Regions from separate parts of the Zea mays genome. Here region 1 is linked to region 2. A link is a contact called in public Hi-C data. All regions are on one chromosome and are shown on one strand. Each heading gives the region's core, a stretch centred on a gene start, on an enhancer-like site or on the middle of the called end of the contact. The rest is flanking DNA. Distances are from core to core; before and after follow the strand shown. Region 1 holds the start of LOC103646382 (mitochondrial uncoupling protein 3). Region 2 holds the start of LOC100277765.

What was found. A called contact is a pair of places that touch in the nucleus more often than the background predicts.
Region 1: a Hi-C map of leaf shows a contact between it and region 2, with 6 times the contacts expected there. The contact joins the promoter of LOC103646382 here to the promoter of LOC100277765 in region 2. A contact is called at or near these places in 2 of 25 Hi-C or Micro-C datasets (ear and leaf).

Annotation. Positions count from the first base shown.
Region 1 is chr2:46,236,200-46,242,191 of Zm-B73-REFERENCE-NAM-5.0, reverse strand. LOC103646382 (mitochondrial uncoupling protein 3) reads left to right here and starts at 1,716. Exons shown (of 2, transcript XM_008671113.4): 1 at 1,716-2,175; 2 at 3,634-4,454. The coding sequence starts at 1,798. The coding sequence ends at 4,170. LOC100285076 (zeaxanthin epoxidase) reads left to right here. Exons shown (of 16, transcript NM_001157971.2): 16 at 34-594. The coding sequence ends at 126. It overlaps LOC103646383 (probable fucosyltransferase 7), which reads right to left. Exons shown (of 2, transcript XM_008671114.2): 2 at 4,241-5,992. The coding sequence ends at 4,606.
Region 2 is chr2:45,831,716-45,838,008 of Zm-B73-REFERENCE-NAM-5.0, reverse strand. It overlaps LOC100277765, which reads left to right and starts at 2,841. Exons shown (of 15, transcript NM_001151251.2): 1 at 2,841-3,066; 2 at 3,750-3,815; 3 at 3,904-3,952; 4 at 4,072-4,211; 5 at 4,700-4,801; 6 at 4,889-4,945; 7 at 5,459-5,559; 8 at 5,651-5,732. The coding sequence starts at 2,932.

The DNA.
Region 1 (5,992 bases), core at 467-2,966, 410 kb before region 2:
CTGAACTATAATTAACTTGTGCAAAACCTACAGGCTATGTTCCGGGTGAAGGTGCTGAACACGCTCCCGTATGAATCTGCAAGAAGTGGGAATCGGCAGCAACAGCAAGTCCTTCAGGCAGCATGAATGGAGACACTGGCTACCACCACTATCATCAGCCACACTGTACTGTACAGCATCCGGTAAAGACACAACACTGCATCACGGAAAGGATACACTCGTTCTCGAATATTTGTCGTCTGCTAGTTCAATTTTAAACTAAAACGTGACAAATGAAAAAACGAAGGAAGTAGAAGATATGTCAAAACACATGCAATTTTTGCATCCATGAAGATGCCAAACAGGATCTTGAATACTAGCACCTAGCGGATTGAAATAATGAAGTTGCAGTTCTGCGTGAACTGGATTGTACGATAGGGATAGACAATTTAGCTGTTGTCGGACTGTGTACATCGTTGTACCATCACCGGAAATATTGTACACCGAGAAGCCATATTGTAATTACGGCATGAGAACAGTAACACTTTGATCATGTAATACAGTATATAGTTGTTTAGCAATTAGCTGAGTCAGATAAGATATGATTTGTTCTTCCACAAGTGCCAGCTCCTCGAACTGTTGAAATTTCCTTAAAATTTCTGCAGGAATTGAAAAACTTGTTCCTATAAAATTATTTCATGATCCAATTAAAAATTTTACTATATTATGTTGGATTTAATTGGGCCTAGCCCATTTTGAATTAGTAATTAAATAAAAAAAATAAAACCATAGTTAACGCTAAGTGTGATGGTTAGTCTTGTACGGTACGGACAAGAGGTGCGCGCGGCATGGTGGATTTCTTTTTTGCTGGCATATACAATCTAGATACTACATTACGGTTTTTAAGAACTAGTTACAACTAACAATTTGTTAATACAACCTAATATATCTACATCATGTATCTTATTCACTAGAATCCCTCAAGATACAGCTCATTTTAGGGCTAATTCAGTTTGATGCTAATCAACGTGGACTAGGTGAAATTGAGTCGGTTTAAATCCATAGAGTCAAAATACACATCAATACATTTGAATCCCCTCCAATCCACATAGGAAATTTAATAGACCACTATGTTTTAGCAACTATGATGGCCACTATGTTTAGTGGACTATGATGATCACTATGTTTTGGTTGTTTTCGTTACTAGTAATAGACATTGATTTATCAGACAATACCATGATTAAATCCCTTGCTAGCCAAAATTTAATAGAAAGATATTTAGCCCACCTCAATCTTCTCCGACCCCACATGGATCGAGGGGATTGAGGTGATTTGCATAGGGATCGAAGGAGATTGAGGTGTACTAAATCCCTTTCTATTGAGGTTTGACTATGCCTTATTCGTTGCATGTGGATCAAGAAAATTAAATCTTTTTTATTTAATTTTAACTAGTAAGATATTTAATTCCCTCCAATCGAACGAGCCCTAACTGGAGTTGATCAAGTTGGTACAGTGCAAACTGCCGTTAGGAGGTTACACTTCGATGGAGTGCAAAATCATGAATCTATGTAACTGTGCAGGCGAGGCCGATATGAAATGGGCTCCTAATTCATAGCAAAGCCAACAGGACCTTATGAAATGGGCTGCACATGGCCCTGCGCCTCTGCCTGTGCAGGCGAGGCCGATTACGCGAACGATCACAGGTCAGTCCGTTGGATCACTTTTGCTCGGTCCAGATTCACTCAGATTGGGCTTTTAGAAAACCCAACCCACGCCGCGCCGCGGGGCCTCTTACCAGCTTCCCAAATCCCAGGGGCAATGTCAGCCCACGCCGACGCCGGCGCCGGCGCCGGCGGCCGCCGCCGCGGGACCCTTGCTAAGGTCGCCCTCTCGTCAGTGTCGGCCGCCATGGCGGAGGCCTCCACCTACCCCTTAGACGCAGTCAAGACGCGCCTCCAACTCCACCGCAACCCCGGCGGCGCGCCCGGGCGCGGCGTAATCCGGGTCGCGGCCGAGCTCGTCCGCGATGGCGGGGTTTATCGGGGCTTCTGCCCCGCCGTCCTCCGCCACCTGATCTACACCCCGCTTCGCATCGTGGGGTACGAGCATCTTCGCTCCACCCTCGCTAGCGAGGGGCGGGAGGTTGGACTTTCTGAAAAGGCGCTCGCTGGGGGACTCTCCGGCGTTGCCGCGCAGGTAAAATTTTGAGACATGGACTTGATAAAATACACCAAACTATTTATGAATAACAATTCCGTAAGCGGTAAGTCCACATGAGATTTGCAGATAGGTTGTGGCGCATCACTCTCACAGTCTAATTAGAGCGAAAGTTAGAACTTGTTTTGGGCTAGGTTTGCAAAATGTTAATCAAACCATACTTGATTTACATGCTTCGATTAATTTCAAGCTGTATATTTCGAGTTATGAATATACTCTTTTGTTGTTCTACCTATTAAATTGCACATGGACAACATCTTATCCGAAAGTGAGAGAGGCACTTTTTACTGATCTGTCATCAATTTATCACCAGTCTCAATATTTAAGGGCATGTTTGAATACTCGTGGCTAGTTACTAGTTGGGGCTAAAAATTAGCTCAAATTAGCCATGATTGGCTAGCTAGTTGGCTAACAACTAGTTGAAGACTTGGTTAAAAGGTTAGTCCATCTATTGGCCCTTTTGTTTGAATGCACTAGAGTTAAATTTGAGCAGAAAATTAGTAAAATAACAATTAGCCCATGGTATCCAAATGTGCCCTAAGTAGTGTGGTGGGTGATAGAGCAACACACAGCCTTTTTTTTGGTTCAGTTGTTTCATGGCATGGCATGATGAGCCAATGACTTCATTGAGGAGCAGCAACAGTGAGATGCCAACTTCAGTATGTGTTCAAATTGTATTGCTTTGTATCTGTGCTTCTATTCTTCACCCCCATAGTGTGGCCATTTGCGTCCAACACATCTGATCTTCCTTAACAGTTACAGTTGCTGATAGGGGCATAGGGCCATCATTGCAAAAAAAAAAGGAATGATGTCCTTGTCCACTGCAGACAAGGAACTGATGAACTATCAGATATAAATCAAAACATGTAGTGCACTAAGGGGTGTTAGGAATTCAGGATCTAGATCTAGACTTAAGCTATGCACCAACGTGAATCATACATTTGATACATACTGTCGGATGAGATGATACTGGAGTGGCTGGTGATGCCCATTTTGGTGACCGAATATGATTACACAAAATACAGAAAGGTGACTTGACTAACACTTCTGTTCAGACCTACTTGGTTTACAAATGGGCAAGGAAATCAAATTAGACATCCTACAATAGGTCCAATATGTGGGGATTTGTCTTTTGATTGATTGGGACTTGGGAGTAGGTAGGCCTTCTGATCAGCATATCTACAAGCCATCTATGCTTGATTAGGCTTCTTCGCAGAGTTCCTTGCTAAGGTACTGGAACAATCAGCATATCCAATATTTGCAATGGTAAAATGGTACTGTATTATTAGAAGGTGATGCTCCAAAATCAATATGGCACTGTATTGATGTTCCCAAATTAATTCTTTTTTTAATGTTTGATGAAGTAACTATTCCTTTGCCCATTGTATTGCTACATAACACCAGAGGTAATTTTGTTCCTGCTACTTTGCAGTGCAGGTGGTGTCAAGCCCTGCTGATCTCATCAAGGTAAGGATGCAAGCAGACAGCAGGATGTTGAGCCAAGGCATTCAACCACGTTACACTGGAATGGCAGATGCTCTCACTAAAATCATACGAGCGGAGGGTTTCCGGGGACTTTGGAAGGGGGTTGTTCCAAATGCACAGAGGGCATTTCTTGTCAACATGGGTGAATTGACGTGCTACGATCATGCAAAGCATCTCATCATTCACAAGGAGATTTGCTCTGACAACCTTTATGCCCACACATTGGCCTCTGTCGCGTCGGGGCTGTCTGCGACAACTTTGAGCTGCCCAGCGGATGTAATCAAAACAAGGATGATGAACCAGGGGAAGGAGGGTAAAGCTATGTACAGGAGTTCTTACGATTGCTTGGTCAAGACTTTGAGGCATGAGGGCGTAACGGCACTGTGGAAGGGTTTTTTGCCAACATGGGCAAGGCTTGGCCCGTGGCAGTTTGTGTTCTGGGTTTCCTACGAGAAGCTGCGCCAAGCATCAGGCATTTCGTCATTTTGATAATGGAGGGTTTTTGTTTCATTCCAGAGGCTTTTAGATCACAGAAATGTTCATTCCTGCAACTTCATGGTAGCTTTATAGGATCGAACCCTTTTCATGCTGGTTTACTGGACTGCGGGCTTTTATCCTTCGCTGTTTTCAAGGGGGGAAACAGACGAAGTTGCTATGCCTCATTGTATTTTTGAGTTTTTGACAATATACAGGACTCTTGGACAGTTGGATTCCACAAAAAACCGATACTCTCATCTTTGCTCCTTTTGCACTTAACAAAATTGCTTGCTCAAGCTATGTTTGTGTGACATGTGCCCTCACGTGAGCAGTTATTATGTACGCCGTCCAAAGTTTGTCATCTTTAAACCTTTATTTATAACTTTTAATCACAGTATAATGAGGGGAAAATCTGAATGTGTGATGTATGAACTAAATAACAGTATCTCATGACTGCAGCAACTGGACACCCTGTGGGAAGTCCTCGCAGTGCCGGATGTGCCGGACCATCCTGCCGGTGTCACCTCTGGCCTTCGCCCGGCAGTCGTAGTTCGGCGGCGAGTGAAAACACGGCTCGATTGTGGGGGCCAGCCTGCACGGCGTGTCAGGCGCCTTCCCATGGTTGGGGGGCATGAGCACCCACGGTCTCAGCCCGGCCAGCCCCTGGCTGACGTACCCGAACGTGGAAACGCCGGTGGTGACCAGCACGTCGGCGAAGCTGAGTAGCACCATCTCCGCGAGCGCCTTCTGGTCCTGCTGCCGGTCACCGAAGCGTTGCTCGCCCAGGTGCGTCGGCTGGAACACGCTCACCGCCTCCCCGCCCGCCGCGCCGTGCTCGTGGTACAGTTCGCTGAGCTTTTCAGAGTACTCGTTGTATAGGGAGACGACGACCACCGCCTTGCGTTTGGCCGGCTGGGCGGCGGAGCCCACGGCGGCGGCGGTGGTGTTGGCTCTGGGCACGCTGACGCCTGGCAGGATGTTCTCATGCTCCGCGCACTTGAGGATCTGGGCGTAGAACTGGTCGGTGGAGATGGGCGCCCACTTGAACACGCGCACCTGGACGCCCACGCGCTCGTCCGCCCGGGCGAAGTAGGAGCCGTGGTACCGCGTCACCATGCCCCAGACCGCGTTGCTGGGGTGGAAGAGGTAGCGGCCGAGGTGGTGGAACACGGCGTCGCGGCGGGGGAACATGCGCGCGAGCTCCCGCTCGTGCCGCGGGACCAGGAACAGGCCCGGCGCGAAGTAGTTGTCCGCCTGGAACACGAGCCAGGGCACGCGGCGCAGCTCGGCCTGCACCTCGTCGCAGAAGAAGAGCTTATCCTGGACGTTGTAGTTGTGCAGCAGGTGCACGTAGAGCCACGGCGCCCCGCGGAGCGCCTCGCCACGTCGCAGCGTGTTCCCGAGGCTCGCGTTGGTGCGGGTGCTGAGCCCCTCGTGAACGGCGGGGAGGTCTTTCTCCGGCAGGATCCACGTTGACCCCGGGAAAGGCTCGCAGAAGAGGTCGCCCAGGTCGTGGCTGCTGCTGCTGTGGAGGAGCAGCACGCGGTCGGTGAGGAGCGCGTAGAGGAAGCCGGAGGCGATGGAGAGGATGCGGTTGCCGAGGCCCGCGTTCGGTGTCCACACGAGGTAGTTGCACCGGGCGCCGGATGAGGAGGGGTCAGCGCCGTCGCCAGAGGCGTTGGGAGAGGCGCGCAGGCGTTCCGTGGCGCGTGCGTAGGCCGGGGTGCCGGGTGCGCAGAGGCGGTGGAGGGACTCGTACCGGCGGAGGGCGGAGACGAGGTGGGGTGAGAGCGCGTGCAGGGACGCCCGGCGGTAGAGCGAGGCTCGGTACCGG
Region 2 (6,293 bases), core at 1,592-4,091:
GCCCGGTATTCTTTGATCGGGCACGGGGGCGGGGGCTGGAGCTGGAGCTGGAGCTGGGGGTGGCCGTCTGTCGCGCCGGCGCGGGAGGGCCTCCCTCCCTTCTGCGTGCCGCCGTTTGGTGGGGCGCGGGCTGCGGGAAAATTCTGTTGAAGCTGCGGCCACGTGATGACCACGTGAGAGCGGTTGATCGTTGAATGGGGTAGGCAGGTCTAAGTTTTTTCTTTTTCAGCGCGTCGTTAGTATACACGGACCTTTCTCTTGAACCAGTCAATCAGATGACGACGCTTCTGCTGGTAGTTTCATAAATATTTTTTCAGCGTTACAAGAACTCCTTACCCTTGACGAGGAGTATAGTATTTTAGATAGTGGTGATGGGAAGTTGAGATCTCAGTTGACTATAACCCTATCATGTATATAGAAGATGACCTTATACCACTAAAATGTAAATCTAAGACGTCCCCACGTTAAAATAGATCAAAACCAATTTACAATATAAGGGTTTTTTCGGTTATTTGCAATCCATATAAATTGGAGGGGATTGATACGAATTGGAGGAGCTTTTGACTTACTAGGGATTGAAACCCCATCAATCCCCCTCAATCAATATGGATTGGGTAGAACCGAATATGGCCTAAATCGGTTGCCTAGCTAACGAAAAAATCGGCTAAACCGAGTTTCTAGAGGATGGGCACCTGTGGACTGTGGTCGACTTGGTTGGCTGTAGGAGGATGGCCTGCTCGGACTTGAAGGCCATCCTGTTTAGCCTATCGGACTTGAAGGCCGTCCTATTTAGCATATCTCCGATAAATTTCTTATCTTATACTCTATTTTATCTTTTAATTCAAACTTCATCCTATAAATAGTATTATATACTTATGCTCTATTTTATCTTCTAATTCAAACTTTATTCTATAAATAATATTATATAGTGCGTTTTTATTAGTCCTGTCAATTGCCCAACGCAAAGTGGACCGACGATACGGGGCTCCCAAATTTTTGGAGCCTAATTTTTTTGAGTTTTCTGGTAACATAGCAAAAAAAATATTTGATGTTTTGCAAAATAAACCGAAGAATCTTAGCTTTGGAATAGATAAAACAAGAGGACAAGGATATGATAATAGATCAAATATGAAAGGGCATAGTTTAGGTTAATTTTATCTCTATGCACTATAGATTATATGGTCTATTTTCATGGTTTGTACTGGGCCCAAAATACTTCGAGACGGCCTGGCGTTTAGAATTTTACCATATCCACTGGAGACAACCTTAGACAGTTAACACTATCTTCTTCCTCGGTTTTCATGCTACGATTTTTTTGTAACATGAAATATAAAATATTAGTAATTTGTATCTTTGAATAAATGTATTCTAAAAATAGATTAAAAGATCTATATAGTAATATTAACTATGTACCATAATTTTTGATATTTTATATATTTAGTTAAAGTTAAAAATAATATATATTTAGTTAAAATTAAAATAGTTGACCTCTCGTAAGAAAAACCTAATTAAGTAATGAGAAGTCTTTTCACTAAGCTAAAGATCCTACTCCCTCTGTTTTAAATTATAACCCGTTTGACTTTTTTATATCAAGTTTTATTGACTCGTCTTATTAAGTTTTTCATTATTATTGTTATGTTCTTCTGGTATCGTTTAACATATAATATACTTTAAATATGTGTTTGAAATATTTATTTTTTCTTAAAAATTGAATAAGACAATCCGATCAATCTTCCCCACAAAAGTCAAACGAATTATAAATTAAGACGGTGGAGTATTTTCGATGAGTGTCCCTTCTTTAAAAAAACACAGGTAAAACTTACCTCAGATGTTTCTTTTCTAGATTCTACTTATGTAATCAACAAGGATGATATTTATTTGTATCAAAGAAACCCGTAATTTGGCAGGTTGATCTCGAAAAGTCGAACTCATTCTGACTGTAGCACCAGTAGGCGTGCGCTAGACTTCCACGTTGTTGGCTTCGCTTTAATCCGAAACAATTTATATTATTTTTTATAATATTTTGTTTCCATAGATTACAGCTATGACAGTTCGAATAGTTGACTTTAATCCGAAACGAACAACTTATAACAAAATTGTGTGGGTTTGGACTAGACATTAGAACATGGAAATGGAATTCAGCATTATAATGTGCCGCCAACGTCTCTACAAACTCTACGCACTCCAATTCTACACGTGTATGGAAATGGAATTCAGCATTATAATGTGCTGCCAACGTCTCTAGAAGAAACTCTACGCACTCCAATTTTACACGTGTGTCCCCGTACTGATACTGCAATGTTGTTACTCATTACAATTGAGAACTACTTATGCCGTTTGGTTAACGGAATGTAACGTAAATGGTAACGGTAGTAATTCACACTCGAATACTGATGATAACAAGTTTAAATAAGTCGATATCTATTTTTAGCGTAATATCAATTATGATTAGATTTAAACAAATATAATATAACGTTATCGGTTACCTATTATGTTACCAATATTTCAACCAAATGACACCTTTGATGTTTCTAAGAGCCACACACACAGTTGAAATTACGTTCGAAGGTGGATTTCAGATCGGTAACGGCACCTTTTTTTTTTTTTTGACAAACCTGCTAGAGTGCTCGTTAAGCCGAAAATATGAAAAAAAGAGGATTGCTGGCTTTTTGCTCCTTCCTGATGGCCAGTTTAGCCCAAGCCCAACTTGAGAAAATGAGGAGAAAGGCCTCAGGATTTTGGAATTTGGAACCCAACGCTGCATTTCCCAACTGGGGGCACACATTAACCTCAGCCTCATTTCTCTTTTATTTCCGCTCTCCTCCATTCTCTGTTTGCTACTTTGCAAGTCTCGAACAAAACCTGAAGCAACTCGAAGCGAAGCCGCGATACTGCGAGAAGCGGAAGCGGGGAGGGCGAGGAGGAGCAGCAATGGAGGCGCTGCTGGAGCTCGAGAAGATGCAGAGGGTGCTGTCCCTCATGAGTTCACGCGGCCTCTCCCACACCGACTCCAGCTGCGGCGGCGCTGCCGCTGACCGCTTCCTCGCCCAATTCCTCCTCTTCATGGTACGGTTTTTGGGGGTCGCCCCTCTTCCTCCGTATGACCGTATATACGAATTCAATCGGATCCTTACCAGTGCGCCGAAGCAGGCAAAATGGATTTTTCCCCTTTGTTTTTATATGACACGGACTGTGTCTAGCATAGCATAGTGCTCCCTCCGCCGCCCGTCCCTGCCTTCGTCCTTCGTGGTGGTTTTTGGTTAGGCCATGGATTTAAGGCGCGTATATGCTGTTCGTTTAGCATTTTCATGGGTTTATTCGACGAATACGGTTTCGATTGTGCATTTACGCACGCGTAGCTCGCTGAAGTGTTCCGATTGATTTGATGAGTTGTTGGATTTTGTATTGACCTGCTGTTGATTGGTGACGTGTGCTCGCTGCTCTCCTCTCGTAGTTTTAATCCAGTTAGCTAAATGCCTGGCCGAAGGAGCTTACACCACTAGAGTAGGCATGGTCAACTGGAGACTGGACCAGATTGATTTGTCACATTGGTCATGACCAGACTTCAATAATGCAACCTTGCCTTAATGATCAGATTCATCACACTAGTTTGCTTTGCTGTTCTCGTTGCTCCTCTGAATTGGGTATCTCCTGCTGAAACATCAAGTATTCCCATGCTTTTTGAAATGGGACAGAAAGAAGCACCGAGAACTACTTCCAAAATTATGATCACAAAATCTTTTGTGTAGGTGCAACCGTTTGATTCTCTTACCCTGGAGAATAAGTTCCTTTTGATCTCTGAGCTATTAAGAAAGGTAATCTAAGTGACACCGTCTAACTTTTAGTTCATATTTGTCTATGTGTTTTCTATGAAGAAATTATAGTTGAGACTTCTTTTATTAGGCTACTCCTAATACTTTGGAAGAAGTGCAGCATCTCACCCATCTGGAAGGTAGTGGTAATAGTTGTGAAGTAATGATGATCTTACATTAACCTTATGAGTTTATCCGGAAATTTTCTTGTTGATTGGGTCTGGAACTCTGATAAGACATAGGACCCTTTCAAACGCAGCTAATAAAGATATATGTTCTGGAGGTTCACTCCAGCCAATTAAGAAGTTTAAGATGCATGCCGAGAAATCAACCGTTCAAGCTATGCCGATGGTTGGTTTTGATGCGATGGCAAGAGCTAAGTCTACGCTTGAAGATTTTGTATGTATTCTTTGTAGTTGGTACTCGTAAAAATCCTTAATGGAAACACTGCCATGAATTAATCCTGGAGTGACCCAGGTCTTCTGGGCTGCCTTTTAGTTTTTCTTCTTTTATTTTTCTCAAGAGAAACCTGTTTACCTTTTCTTTTCTCACATCAATAAAATCTTAGCACATTAGGGGATTCCTTTACTGTTTTTGCTAAAAAAACACTGTCATACTGCCTTTTGTTGAGATTTTGCAATGCAAGTGCTACAAAACAATTGAACCGCTTATAGAGGCATTAAGCCCGTATAAAAAATAGCAAGGTATCTTTGAATGTATTTTGTTGTTCCATTATTAGTCTTATAGAGAAACTGGGTCACATGCTGTTCTAAATTTTGATTTTTCCTGTTCAAACATGTCTTTTTTGGGGGGTTATGAGTCTATCTTGAGCACTTCCTGATAATTATGTTTCCCTAAAGTCCCTTTTTTCCTTCTTGAGAAAACAGTGTAGGTCGTACTTTATGTTTCATGGTTTGGATGTTAACAAGCCACAAGCCATTTTCAAGTATCTACCTGTTCTTTCTTTCACAGAGAGTTACATATATCAGGTTTTTTCAACCTCTTGAAATGTGCTTCAAACTTTCATCTTATGGCTTATGTTCTGCATTGAACAAACTAAACATTTCTTGTTGCAGTTAGATGCTTCAAATGAAGACTGTTTACATGTAGTCCCAGATGACAACACTTCAAAAGTAAGACCTGCATTGTAGTGAAATAAGATAGAGATATAGAATGCAAGTTTTGCTAAATCTGATCTACATAGGCCCTGTATATAGTGTATACATTAGCCGCCTTATCTACCATTAGGGATGAAAGTGGATAACCGAATTGTTATGGAAAATTTAATATTTTGAAATAGATATATATGAAATTTGATGCTGATCTTTTCTTATGTTATCAAGCACATTATTACAAATAAGAATAATTTTTTGTATAAATTGTTTTATGCATTATTTGCTCCCTACAACAAAAAAGGTGAAACAATATCCGAATTTGTGTCTGACTTTTATATCTATCATTTGAGTATATGATAAATTTGAGGCTTATCTTTTATGAATCTTTACAAGTTCAATGCTATAAACAAGAATATGAATTTGCATTGCAGATTTTATATTCTATTTATTTGCAATCAAAGAAATAAGACAAAAAATAATATCCGAATAAGTATCCGTTTTCGTCCAATTTCATCCCTATCTACCATACAGGTGTTGGGAAAGAAAGAAGAATCTCTCAATGAGACATCCTTGTCTCAAATGATTGAACCCCTTGAAGGGCTTCTTCAGTGCCAAGGATTAATGACAGACCGGTTGGAATCTTCTCCTCTATGTACTTGTACATATGTAATATATTCACTAATATTTGAGCTAGTTACTCACTTCATTTTCTATTGTTTATAGATTGCGAACTGAACTCAAATCAGGCATTCAGTATTGGTCTCTAGAGAGGAAGCTCTGCCAAGCATTACTAAGAAATGAGAAGGTAAGGAGAGACCTTTGTTTGCTGTAATTTAAAAACAACTAAGTATCCTGATAATAGCGATGCTTCAGTAGATCATCTGTTGAATTTGATCAGACCTGTTTATCGTCATTTTTCTTTGGAAAAGCTGTATGCTCTTGATACTAAGAGGAAGCGATGAATGCCACATAACGAACTATCTTAATACTATTTAAAGTGAATCCATTAATAACTAACTTAATTTTATATTTCAAATCTATAACTGAACATAGACAATATTTCCTCTTGGCAACCTCAAATATAATCTCGACCTTGGGATGGGCTGCCATTTCAGGTGCCCCGTAATGCCCAAGTTCTCTTTGATGTTGCTCTGGAGACCAAGGTTGGGAATGGGGAGAACACCAAATTTTGGACTGATCGTTGGCTGCAAGGCAGCACTGTAGGTGAGCTGGCCCCCCTATCTTATTCAGGTGGTTCCTAAACGAGCAAGGAGACAACGTACTGTCTCTCAAGCTTTGAGCAACAGGACTTGGATTGCTGATATCCAGGGTGCCCTCACAGTACAGGTGCTTGTCGAATACCTGA